Linked DNA regions of Anas platyrhynchos: region 1 is linked to region 2. A link is a contact called in public Hi-C data. All regions are on one chromosome and are shown on one strand. The core of a region is the stretch at or near the end of the contact, and the rest is flanking DNA. Distances in the headings are between cores, read along the strand shown. Region 1 holds the start of GSDME (gasdermin E). Region 2 holds the start of CYCS (cytochrome c, somatic).

Evidence for each region. Hi-C and Micro-C count contacts between places; a contact is called where the count stands out from the background.
Region 1: a Hi-C map of F1 follicle shows a contact between it and region 2, with 4 times the contacts expected there. The contact joins the promoter of GSDME here to the promoter of CYCS in region 2. A contact is called at or near these places in 2 of 8 Hi-C or Micro-C datasets (F1 follicle and subcutaneous adipose tissue).

Annotation. Positions count from the first base shown.
Region 1 is chr2:125,546,316-125,552,641 of IASCAAS_PekinDuck_T2T, reverse strand. GSDME (gasdermin E) reads right to left here and starts at 3,031. Exons shown (of 11, transcript XM_038174282.2): 1 at 2,889-3,031; 2 at 1,755-2,265.
Region 2 is chr2:125,408,137-125,413,676 of IASCAAS_PekinDuck_T2T, reverse strand. CYCS (cytochrome c, somatic) reads right to left here and starts at 2,145. Exons shown (of 3, transcript XM_027447873.3): 1 at 1,987-2,145; 2 at 1,478-1,654; 3 at 893-1,314. The coding sequence starts at 1,646. The coding sequence ends at 1,166. LOC106018530 (a long non-coding RNA gene) reads left to right here and starts at 2,256. Exons shown (of 2, transcript XR_001192679.5): 1 at 2,256-2,619; 2 at 2,716-3,190.

The DNA of each region.
Region 1 (6,326 bases), core at 1,782-4,281, 140 kb before region 2:
TGATAGTTAGGTGTGAAAGCAGAAAAGGATGGAGGAGTAGCTTCCTCGCCTACCGAAAAATTTTAAATTAGCCTGAACTTGGGCTATGGGCAGATTATTCAATGAACAGGATGAGATCATGTAAAGATATTTACATGATATTTATAGCAACTTTACAAATTATTTAAAGAAACAAACCTTACCCTGCTTCTTTCATTTATTACAGCTCCGTAACTCGATATAGTAGATCATTAAATCTGAAAACACATTTAATGAATAATCAGATTTTACCTTTCTCAGCATAGAAGAGCAAGTTCTGAACAGCTGCCCAATATTTCTGACATTCTGTATACACATGCACTTTACAAAACATACCAATAAAACCTCCCAAACCAACACCTTTTTTCCATCCAATGTAAGATTACCCAGAACACCAGGCACAGTCCACAGGCAACCTGGGAAGTGAGTGGACTACCAAACAGGTCACCTTTTGTCGTAAAGGCATGCTAAGGACAACTCCCACAGACCGAAGAGGCCCAAGCAGTAGGCATGCAGTCAGAAGAGCTGCCAGACTTTAACTTTACCATGTGTCACCCTCTGAATTCTAACCAAGTCAGAGCTTGTCCTGAACGGCTCCTGAAGTCAGCAAGAGATGACAAGCAGTACGTGTATTTTATTACAAAGCCTTATTTTTGCCTGCTTTCTAGGCAAGTTATATTTAAACAAAAAGCCACAAAAGCTCACAAGCTCTCTCTTCCGAGCCTTGAAGATCTTCCAGCACGTGCCTCTGATGACTTGGTGCCACACAACCCACCCTGGATTTAACATGTCCAACCACAAGGACCATGGTGCCCTCACCCCAGGGACAGATGCCACCATCCCATGAGGTCCCATTTTGGGGAGTCCCGTCTCACAGCACCCCACAGCTGCACACCTGGGGATGCCGGCCCTGAGGGATGAGGCGCTTCGTGTGGGCACACAGCCATGTGCCGCCCTCACCAAGCCTGGCACTGAGGCAGCTGCAGCAGGCACCCAAGGGCTGCGCTTCCCCTCTGACACTCACGCACCACGCATGATTTGCACTGATTCAACCTCTAGGGTTTGCGGTTTGGGCTTTGGGTTTTTTTTTCCTTCCTTAAAGCAGCCGGGTGGCACACGGGCAGGCACGGAAGGGAAGCCAGACCCTGGCTTATCCCCAAGGCTGCCACAACGGTGCTGACAGGGGTGGCCCTGCGCATATGGGGCTGTGGACCCCACTACTGCCCCACTCCCCCAGCCCTCTGGCGGGGAGAAGGGGGCTCAGTAGGGGCACTGCTGGCACCACCAGCCCCTCCGCCTCCCTGGGCCCACCCCGGTACTCACGGCTGCCCCGCTGATCCCCGCCGCCGCGCCCCGGGGATGCACCGCGCCGCGCCCCAATGCGATGTGAGGCGCAGAGGGCAATGCCCCGAGGGGAGCCTGGGGCAGCACCAGGAGCAGAGGGGCTTCTGGTCAGCTCCGAGGCACCGCAAGCAAGGGCGAGCACGGGCGGCACCGCGGTGGGGTGAGGCAAGGCGAGGGGGAGCAAAGCCCCGCCCGGGTGCCCGCGCCCCGGGACGCGGGGGTGAGGCGGGACCGAGCGCCGCCGCCATTTTATGGCTCAGCGGCCGCCGCCCAGCACACGGCTGCGGGGTCTGGCACCCTGAGGGGGCTGCTGTTCGCCAGTGAAGCCCCAAAGCGGCTTCCACAGAGTCCCTGGCTCCATCGCCTTCCTCCTGGATGTCTGTGCCCCTCACCTTCCTCAGGGGTTGAAGGGCAGCTGCGCTGGGGTCTGGGCTGCTGGTCATGGTGGGCTCTGCCTGCTGAGCCCTGGTGCTGGGGGTGTCCGTGCAGCAGGGACCCCCGTGTGGTGGCATGCCCCTGACAGGGGCTGAGGTGGATTTGGTTGGATTTTCCTGTCAGCTCAGCCACAGGAGGCGACAGTTCATTTTGCTGGGTTACTTCCAGTCACATAACAAAGGCAGCTTTTCCCTGAGAACTGCCAGATGATGGCATTTTATGACATAATTACATACAAAATTCCTGAGATGTCCTCTCAAACCTGACTGGGATCATTGACAGTCAGAGGATCAGCAGCTTGTATATGAAATCTGCTGGAGGCAATGCCCCTGCCGTGTGCGGCTGCAGATTTGCAACGTTGAGGTCAATGCTGTAGGCATGGCTGGAGTCCAGTCAAAGCCCCAGTCCAAATGGGAGTTCCCAAGACAAGTTTTCTTCTTCTCAGTCTGGTTCAGGCCTTGAACAGCACTGCAAAATGAGAAATGCGGTCAATGGAGTGTGGTAGACAGGTTTATGAAGTGTAGTGTAATACAGTGAGCTCTGTGACTATAGCTCACCTCTCTGAAAGCAAGGCAACACCAGAATAATAGAACTTGGGTGCTTATGATAGGACTGACCCAGGAAGAAATTGATGGAAACATAAGGAGTAGTTCTTCAAGATATTTACTGAGCATTAAGGAAATATTTTTCAAGTGAACCGTGCCACAAGCCAGGTCCTTCGCTTTTAGGTCAAAGAGAGAGCATTTGGGACTAGGGGGGATAGTCACACATGTTGAATCACCATATCTTAATGGAGTAAAGCCTGGCCTACGGAAGAAAAGTTGAAAGCTGGATGCCCTTAAATTAACAGTCCTAAGCGAGAGGTAACAGTGAATGTATATTGTACAAGTAGTTATCCATTCTGATAACTACATAAATCATCCAAAACTTCCAGTTAATTTTAGCAGATATTAGTCTGTCATCCCTTTCTGTTTCTCCTAAGTGACGCCCTCAGTAAATCAATGATAAATAGATTTTTCTTCTTCGGCTTCTATGGGCTAATAGAAATAAAAATAAACCCACTCTTAGAGCCTCATCATGAGAAAAAGTACCTTCAAGTCCTCAGGAGATCTCTTTCTAGGATCAGCACCAAGTTGCAGGATCACTAGCTCCAGTCATAATCTCCTGCAGTGGCTAGTAGCAGCACATTTCCTCAGTAATCACGTGCTTACCCGTGGAGTGGCAACATGTCATTCATTTCCAATGCAAGTGCCTGCTAAAGCAGATTTTGAGAAATCACGCCAGGAAGTGGCACTGAACCACATTGCCATGGAAATGTTCTCTGGGGAGGGAGGAGACGAAAACAGTGAAACTTGCCAGTCAGTTTAAGGATGTTACTGGTGGTTTGGTGTGCACCAAGTAAGGGGTGCCTGCACCAAGGAAATTTCTTTTCAAGATGGACACAAGCCAGCATAAGATAGTTTTAAGATGCTTCACATTAATTAGAAGAGACAGAACCTGGTCTGGGCATTAACAGACACTTTTGGGGCCGGGCAGCAGCTAACCTAAAAGTTTCAAAGGCTGATATCAAAACTGGCTGCAAATGGGACACATTCAGAATTGAACACATGCCTTGAACCCTCAGTCTTCGTGAAAATGCTCTTCAGGTATACTGCACAGCCAAAACTTGCAGCACACAGTAGTTTCATGACTAACTGGGAAGTCAGCAGGGAGAATGTAATATTAGAGAAATACATGCGAGTGTAGTCTGCACTGCGATCTGTCTGCCACACAGATGTGAATCTGTGGAGCCAAAACATGAAGTGCATCACTTCTGCATTAGAAGGTCCTTTTGCTTTAGAAGATCCTCTTGTAGAACGTGCAGGAGAAAACCAGAAAGTTTTGCCTGTGTGACAAACTGCCTTTGGAAACAGGCAAGATTTGGCTATCTTAGTTAAGTAAGTAAAGTGGGACAGAAAAATTACACAAGAACTTCACAGCCATAACTTAAAAAATGAATAATACACATCACCTGTGTTATAAATGAAGTCTCAACTCAATCTGAATTTAGTAATATTTATAAAAGAATATTTATAAAAGGTATAAAAGGCAAGTAAACAGTGCTGAGTGTGCGAGAAGTCTACGCTCCACCAACATGCACACACGAACATCAAACATCCTAAATATACAAAACATTGCTTTTACATACTGAACCCGAGTTGCCTATACAATCATAAAAGGTAACAAACAATCCTTTAAGTTCCATGACTTAACAGTATCCATTTTCCATTCGTTTTGAACAATATGTCTTGCTTTAAGTTGTCAAGAAACTCGGTCTTTGGGCCTTATGTATCCCGTTCTTCCCGAATCGAAGAAAAACATATCAGTATCCTTTTCACGGCCTGGGTCAAAAGGCACGTCCAGGTCAGCAGGGGGCGGAACAGCAAAAGCCTGCGATCGCTGTAGCGTTAGGGGGGGCCGATGGCGTAGCAGTCGGATCAGTAAAGGAGCCCGCAGCTCCCTCACTATCAGGCAAACCACACGTGTCTGACTGTGGCACCACAGGGCTCTTTAAGGCCTTAGAGACTGCTCGCCAGGTGCCGAGCAATCCCACTGCAACCTTGTCGTTTTTAGTTGCGGAGTCCCACACCTTGACCTCAGTTTGGTCCCATGTTTCAGGCTCATAAACTGTCCGACTGTTAATAAGGAGAATAAGCTGTAAGGTTACCAGGACAGTCTTTGTTCCTAAGGACGTATGATTCCCCATAATGCGCAGCTGCTTACCAGCGAGGGGCAGCTGTGTGCACGGCTCCGCTTCTCTCAGCTCGAGCTTCTTCTCAGCTCCGGTGGTGCCTTTTTTTATCTTGAGGGCAGGCTCCCCTCTTATACCCTTCTCCCCACAGCAGTTCTTTTCAAAACAACTTTTCATTGGTCAAACAACTTTGCAAATAACAGCAACGGCAAACGCCGAGAAACTCCTATGCCTTAACGACTGGAGAACAAGCAACACGAGTCTGCATGGCATCTCCTGAATCACCCTTCTTTGTTCCCTCTAAACTCTTTTATATTCCTGATGGCCTCATCGTTAACAGTCTGATGTTATCATCAACCACGGGGCTTTCTGACCCCCATGGCCACACTCAAACATCTCCCCCTTTTTTACTAATATCAACCATCTTCTCGACGCGAATTACCACTCTATATATAACACCTGTAAGTAGTCACCCACCCGTATGACACAGCAGCTACTAGGCTGATAGGAAAAAAGCAGAATAGCTGCATGCTCTTTAAATATCTCTGTGAAATTCCTCAGACATGAGACTAAGAAATCATTGAGCACCACCAGGTGTCAGCATTGCAAAATGGTTATTCCTACCAGTTACAGAAGTCTGCACCCTTTAAGCACTATTTATTAGATTTACTTTTTTCAGTGTGTGTGTAATGGCATAATGGGTTCTTATATTTTCCAGTCATTGACATTAGCATAGGGTGTAAGTCTAAAATTGTCTGCAAAGGGGATTTTCTTAAATAGTTGGTTTTTGTCTCTTCAGCTTAAAAACTTTTTAAAATGCTTTCACAGGGTTGGCATTAAGAGCCATACTAATGGTATATTGTCCATCTAATGGTCCTTGTAGCCATCATGGAGTCGTTTTAGGCTGCAGCAGCAAGAGATTGCATACTAAAATTCATCCTATTGAAATGTCAGGAGGTTGTCCGGAGCTCTCTGTTGTTGCATGCCAGGCTTTATTTAACCCCTCGTACTGGCTACAGAAGGGCCTGTTGGCTTCAGTTCTGTGGAAAAAATGCAGAAAAGGAAGTGTGAAATTATTTACAACAAAAAAAAGCAAGGACACTTGGTGACGCAAATCTTTTTAAAGGTGTCCAGCATCATATGCCAAATCACCACGAAAAGAATGAACTCCTTTTCTTTTCCTGTTCATTTCCTTTTGCAGGAATAAAAATCTGAACAGGTTTGTTTGTTTGTTTCAAATTAACTAACCAGCCTCATTTGTATTTTACATTATGACTCATCTGCTGTTTTGGTGGGATGTTCTCCAGTTTTCACCTTCATTCACATTTCACATTCAGTGCTGAGAGACATTTCTTGCTGCAAACATCAGCCTTCTCGCTGTCCCACTGGTTCGGCTGTCATCAGCCCCTTCCAAAGCACCAGCACTCAGTGACAGGCTTAACAGTAAGTTACTGAATCGTGCTTAGTGGAGACCTGTGGGAGGGCACAGAAAGCCAGAAGGGACCATGAGAGCTCAGAGTAGCCAGAAAGCCTTTCTGCTGCATTTCTCCACCCCTTTATGTGAGCTTCTGCCCATTAAGTTCTTCAGGAAGGCAGTGGGAAGGCAGCATCTTTAAACATTTGAAGATTTTGTCCAGGAGATGAGTTTGGCCACAATTTAGAGGTGATCTATTTCATTGTCATGTGCATCTCTGCTGCTTTTATGGAACAGTACGAGGAAAAAAGGGGTTCAGTAGTGGATCTTGTAGTGCCATGAAAGGAGCAACTGGAGAGTGCCACACAGAGACACACAGAAGGG
Region 2 (5,540 bases), core at 896-3,395:
TTTGCTTGTCTTGTAATGACAAAGCCAGACACCCAACTTTCCTCTTTGCCCCACTGTTTCTCACTTAAATGTCAGACACATACAGAAAACAAAACTTTCAATACTTTTAATTTATCAGGTTGATTACTCTGAGTTGTGCTTGTGTTGTACACAGTAAATACATTCATCTGTACAATTCAATTAATTTGAAGAAAATGCAGTTAAAATGCTGCTTTACACTTGAAACAGACCCTTCTGTAGTGATATAGGCTCCAGGTAGGCACATAGGAAGACAATTTCCTTTTAGTCTACCAGTGCATTTATTCCTGTACTTGTTCATCAGAAGTTGCTTTTAAACAGTAGATTTTAGGTTAGTGCTTTTGCTGAAGTAAGCTTTTATTAACTCTCAACTTGGTCTTTAGTAATTATCTTTCCAGAACATGTTTTTCTTTCATTACACTACAAATGGTTGTTTTCTGAAGATTTACTGAACACAGGCTTTCAACAACATTTACAAAATATGAAGACGTTTCTGGAATTATAATCTACTGGTGCATGCAACTGTCAAAGTCCAGATAAATCAAGTAACATGCTTCCCCGGATAAAAGTGCCTGAGCACAGTTACCATTTCACAATTAGTAAGAAAGTGAAATTGTGTCCTTATCCCAAGTTTTAGACAGATTAATATATATACCACAACACCCTGTACTGATCAAATTTAGAAATTTCTCTCTTTATATATATACATATTTTTTAAAGTAAATCTTTAAAGTAACGTCACAGACTTATGGTGGAAGATGCCAAGGCCCATCCTCCTTTTTCATCTGGCAGAGTTGGGCTGCTAAACCTGTTCCATTACTAACAATTACTCATTCAATGTTTTTTTTTTTTTAAACAATAAAGAGGCCAGAAGTATTGTTTTGTTTTTTGTTTTTAATTCCATAATCAAGAATGACTGAACATTATATTCATTTGAACCAATCCAATTACATAGCTTCCATAAGTTAGTGGCTGCCAAACAAGCGTGTAGTCCAGCACCCCACCATGAGCAACGTTATCTGTTGGTTAAGACCAATTTTAAGGTTAGACATGGTACATGTAAAAATAGAACATTTAAAAACCAATCTCGTCACAGATATTTGCATTGCCATCTCCTTTGTGAAATAAATAAGGCAGCAGATATCTTCTACTTCGCAGTGGCATCTTTCAGATATGCTATCAAGTCTGCTCTCTCAGACTTCTTCTTAATACCCGCGAAAATCATCTTTGTTCCTGGGATGTACTTCTTTGGATTTTCCAAGTACTCCATCAGGGTATCCTCACCCCAGGTGATACCTGGAAGAAAGAAGATAAGATGGTTAGAGCTGTCAAAAGTGAAACATACTTCCTTGTCCTCCATGTTACCTTGCTTTCTGGCAGTCTTTAGTACTTGTAAGACTACCATCAAGGAGTGAATGTTTTGGTCTGCAGTGGCTCAGAGAAGCAGCTTTACGCTCACCTTTGTTCTTATTAGCATCTGTGTAGGAGAAGCCCTCAGCCTGCCCGGTCTTGCGCCCAAACAGGCCGTGTAGGTTGGGGCCGGTCTTGTGCTTGCCCCCCTTCTCAACCGTATGGCACTGGGAGCACTTCTGCACGAAGATCTTCTTGCCCTTCTCCACGTCGCCCATCTTCAGCGCTAGAGCAGGAACACAGCGAGAGGTCAGCGCGGGCACCAAGGTCACGCAGCTCCGGGGGGCTCCGCCGGGCCCTGCGCTGGCTCCCGGCACCACACCCGCGGCCCGCGCGCCCCGTCCCAGCCCCTAAGGCCCATCCCCGGGCTGCACCCGCCGGGCGCGACCGTTACACGCAGCCAGCCCCCCCCGGCCATAACGGTCCCTAACGGTCACTAACGGTCCCCAACGGTCCGGCCGGGACACGGCAGCGCCGGGCCCAGCCGCCGCGGTGGGAAGCGGAGCCCAGGCCCGCTAGGCCTCAGCCCAGGCCCCCCGCAGGCCGCGGCCCCCGCACCTGCCCCGCTGCCGCCGCCGCTCCCCGGCCGCCCCGCACCGCCCGGCGTCTGCCCAAGGACACGCCGGACTCCGCCCTATGTAACCCGGTGTCGGTGCAGCCAAACCGCGCCGCAACTGCAGCCCGCCCACTCCGGCGCGCTAGCCAATCAGACCTCCGCTGTCTGGCTTCTGATTGGTTGAAACGCCCGTCTGTCAATGCCAACGTCACGGCGCCGCAGGCTAGCGGGGTAGGTTGCGCTTCCTGCGGAAGGCGCCGCGCGCCGCGCTGTGACGTAACGACAAGGGGCGCGCGGGGAAAAGAAGGGGGGGGGGGGAGGAAGGGGAGGGGGCGCCCGGCGCATGCGCACGGCGGGAGGCGAAGCAAAGGTCGACTCCTGGCGTGACCCCTGGCCTCTTTCATCGTTAAAAGACAAAGAGCAGAAAGTGCCTTTTAAGCTGCTTTAAGAAATCTCAGTGGTGTAAATTCTTAAGCTTCTTTAAGCACTTCATGTGGACTGATGCAAGCTTCTTTAAGGACTTGATGTGTGCTAATTACTGACATCCATTCAAAAGGTCTCCTTTTCTTCACAGAGTGCAGACTTCAGGCATCTTTAATTCCTTTAGTTTCTTCTAGGTTTTGGTGTCTAAAAATGTATGCTCCATACTAGGCATTGCATGTTGAGCTTCACAACCACTCCTTGTGATGCATGTGGAAGGACATTGTAGCAATTTTTATTTTTTTCCTCAGGGATGCTGTTTATGAAAACTGTGCCTTGATTGAAGACGGCTGAATCCAGTTTTATTAAACATATAAAATAACAAAATGTTCTCAGGGAAGATACTGAACCTGGGAGGCTTTCAGCGCTGAAGGTGGATATACCAAAGATCCATCTGTAAAATGAACTGTTACCTTCTTATAACTGTTCATGTCTTCTCTTCTAATATCTGCCTTACACCTCACCACCCAGATGCTGCCGTTGTGATGCAGTACCGTTCCGTGAAGGTGTAAATATTACAAAAGGGAACATTCACAGGTTTTTATACTGTATTGTTTGTAGAAGTTATATTGTAGGACAGAATGTATTGTGGGATATCTAGAGGCAATGCAGAAGACAAAGTCAGGGCTTTTGTGGCTTAGCATTGCATGAGTAAACTAAATTGATTCATTTTCAATGCACAGTTACTTTCCCATGTATTAAAATTAATTGAAATGTTTGCTTTGATGTGGTTTGCCTGGAACGTTTGTGTTTTAATCTGTCAGTTATTCCCTGTGGTTACACCTGAAATGCCTTTGTATTTTTACTCCCTCAGACCATTATAAACTAGAACAATGGTTCTTTTGCAGTCAAAATTACTGCTATGAAATTCTGTCCTGAACGAAGAAAAGATAAACCAAATATGCACTGAAGTTCAGTAGTAAAGAAAATGTAGCAAAACAGCCAAACGGTTCTCTTAAGAGGTACACTGCAGATAAAAGAAGAAAGAAGGCCTTATAGGACTAGGCCAGAACTCAGGAAAGTATGGTTTATTTCTCAGTTTTGTGATAAACGTCTTGTGTGGTCTTTGACAAATATGTTATAACCAGTTCCTTGTATTGACATCATTCAGTGTTGGTGGATCAGCGATTTGTGCCGTGGTCACAGTGGTGTGCACTGGTTTTAAGAAAGATCTGTACAGTGAGTCATAAATCTCACCAGGTCAGAAAACAATACTGGCTACTTTGTACTGTTAGGATTTATTATTATTTTAGGCTGTTCAGAGGACCTGGATCGTCTTGTCTCAGAGAGAGGCCAGACAGTCCAGGCAATGCACAAAGCAGGGCGGGCAGCTGGGAAATTGCCAACATATCTCCTCGCTGAATCAATCGCACAACCATTATAATGCAATGACTTACTGACTGTTAAATTTACTGATGAGTTTAACAGGTGTGAAAATATTGAAGTACTTTGTCCTCTCTTTCATGCTGCAGATTTATGTTACAAGCATGGGTTTGCATTTTATAGCCATTTAGTAGAATCTTCAGGACTGGGGCAGGTAGAAATCTCTGTCATTCCCAACAGCTGGCCTGTGGGGAGCCGGGTAGATTAAGAAGATCCAGGATAAAGAGTCACTCTTCATCAACTTAAAATGGCCACAGAGCTCTGATTGTTAACTCAAGTGGACTGCCTCACTCAAGCATTTTTTCTAGTACCTGCTTATACACTGACAGAGGAATTATCTGTAGAGTGAATTAAGATTATAATGAGGTCTTAGACCTCAACATAACGTAGGCAGAAACATGGAATACAACTGCTCTGTTATCAGTTTTTGGTTTGAAGCAAGAAACACAGCAGTGATGTCTGGTCAGGATGAGTATAGAAGAGTAGCGGGTACAAAACATAAATGAATGAAGTCAGGTGATTTGCAATGGAGCATGAAACACCAGGAGATGACCTCCAGATGCAAGAGTTGACACAGGATAGGACTGAACCAGTTTCTGTTTTACTATGAGAAAACTCGTCCAGAATCCTTACAAACCAGGTCTTGTAGTGAAAGCAGCATAAAAACATAGATGATTCAAGAGGGAAGGGAAGGGAAGGGAAGGGAAGGGAAGGGAAGGGAAGGGAAGGGAAGGGAAGGGAAGGGAAGGGAAGGGAAGGGAAGGGAAGGGAAGGGAAGGGAAGGGAAGGGAAGGGAAGGGAAGGGAAGGGAAGGGAACATTCTGGATTCAAGTCCAAAGTTACTTAATTTAACTCACAGGGAGTTTTAAATTTCAGAAATTCAGGATGTAGCAATTTGTCAAAAGTTTAGCTTTTCTTAATTTTTTATTTTTTTTTAGGTTTTGGAAAATAAGTTTAAAATTAAGGGCTACTGAATTAAAAGACAAATGAAAGGGTGTGCTTTTTTGAATTCACTTCAAATGTAATCTCATGTTATTGTATAGTCTGATAGGGTTTACTGGAAAGCTTAGACTAAAAGAGGTATAATAAATGTCCATGAGCATTGTCTGAGAGAGTCTGATTCCATCTGACAAAAATATACAAGAGCACTAATATCCACTGGCCTCAATATCTGTTAATAGATGGCAAGAAATTGGTCAAACTACCACATTTTAAATTTATTTTTGAATTACTTTAATGAATCAAATGTTTTGAAGAATTTATCTGTAGGAGGAGCCTGTAGCATCTTCCCTATGAGGAAGGGCTGAGAGACCTGGGTCTGTTCAGCCTTGAGAAAAGAAGACTGAGAGATTTATACATATCTTACCAATGTGTATTAATACCTCAAGTGTGGGAGACAAAGGGATATGGCCAACCTCTTTTCAGTGGTTTGTGGGGACGGGACAAGGGGCAATAGCCACAAAATGGAGCCCAGGCAGTTCCTCACCAACATGCGAAAGAACTTCTTCACGGTGATGGAGCACTGGGACAGGCTGCCCAGGGAGGTTGTGGAGTCTCCTTCTCTGGAGATATTCAAGGTCCATCTGGATGACTACCTGGGCAGCCTGCTCTAGGGAACCTGCTTTGGCAGGGGAGTTGGACCTGATAATCTCTCGAGGTCCCTTCTAACCCCTACAGTTCTGTGATTCTGTGA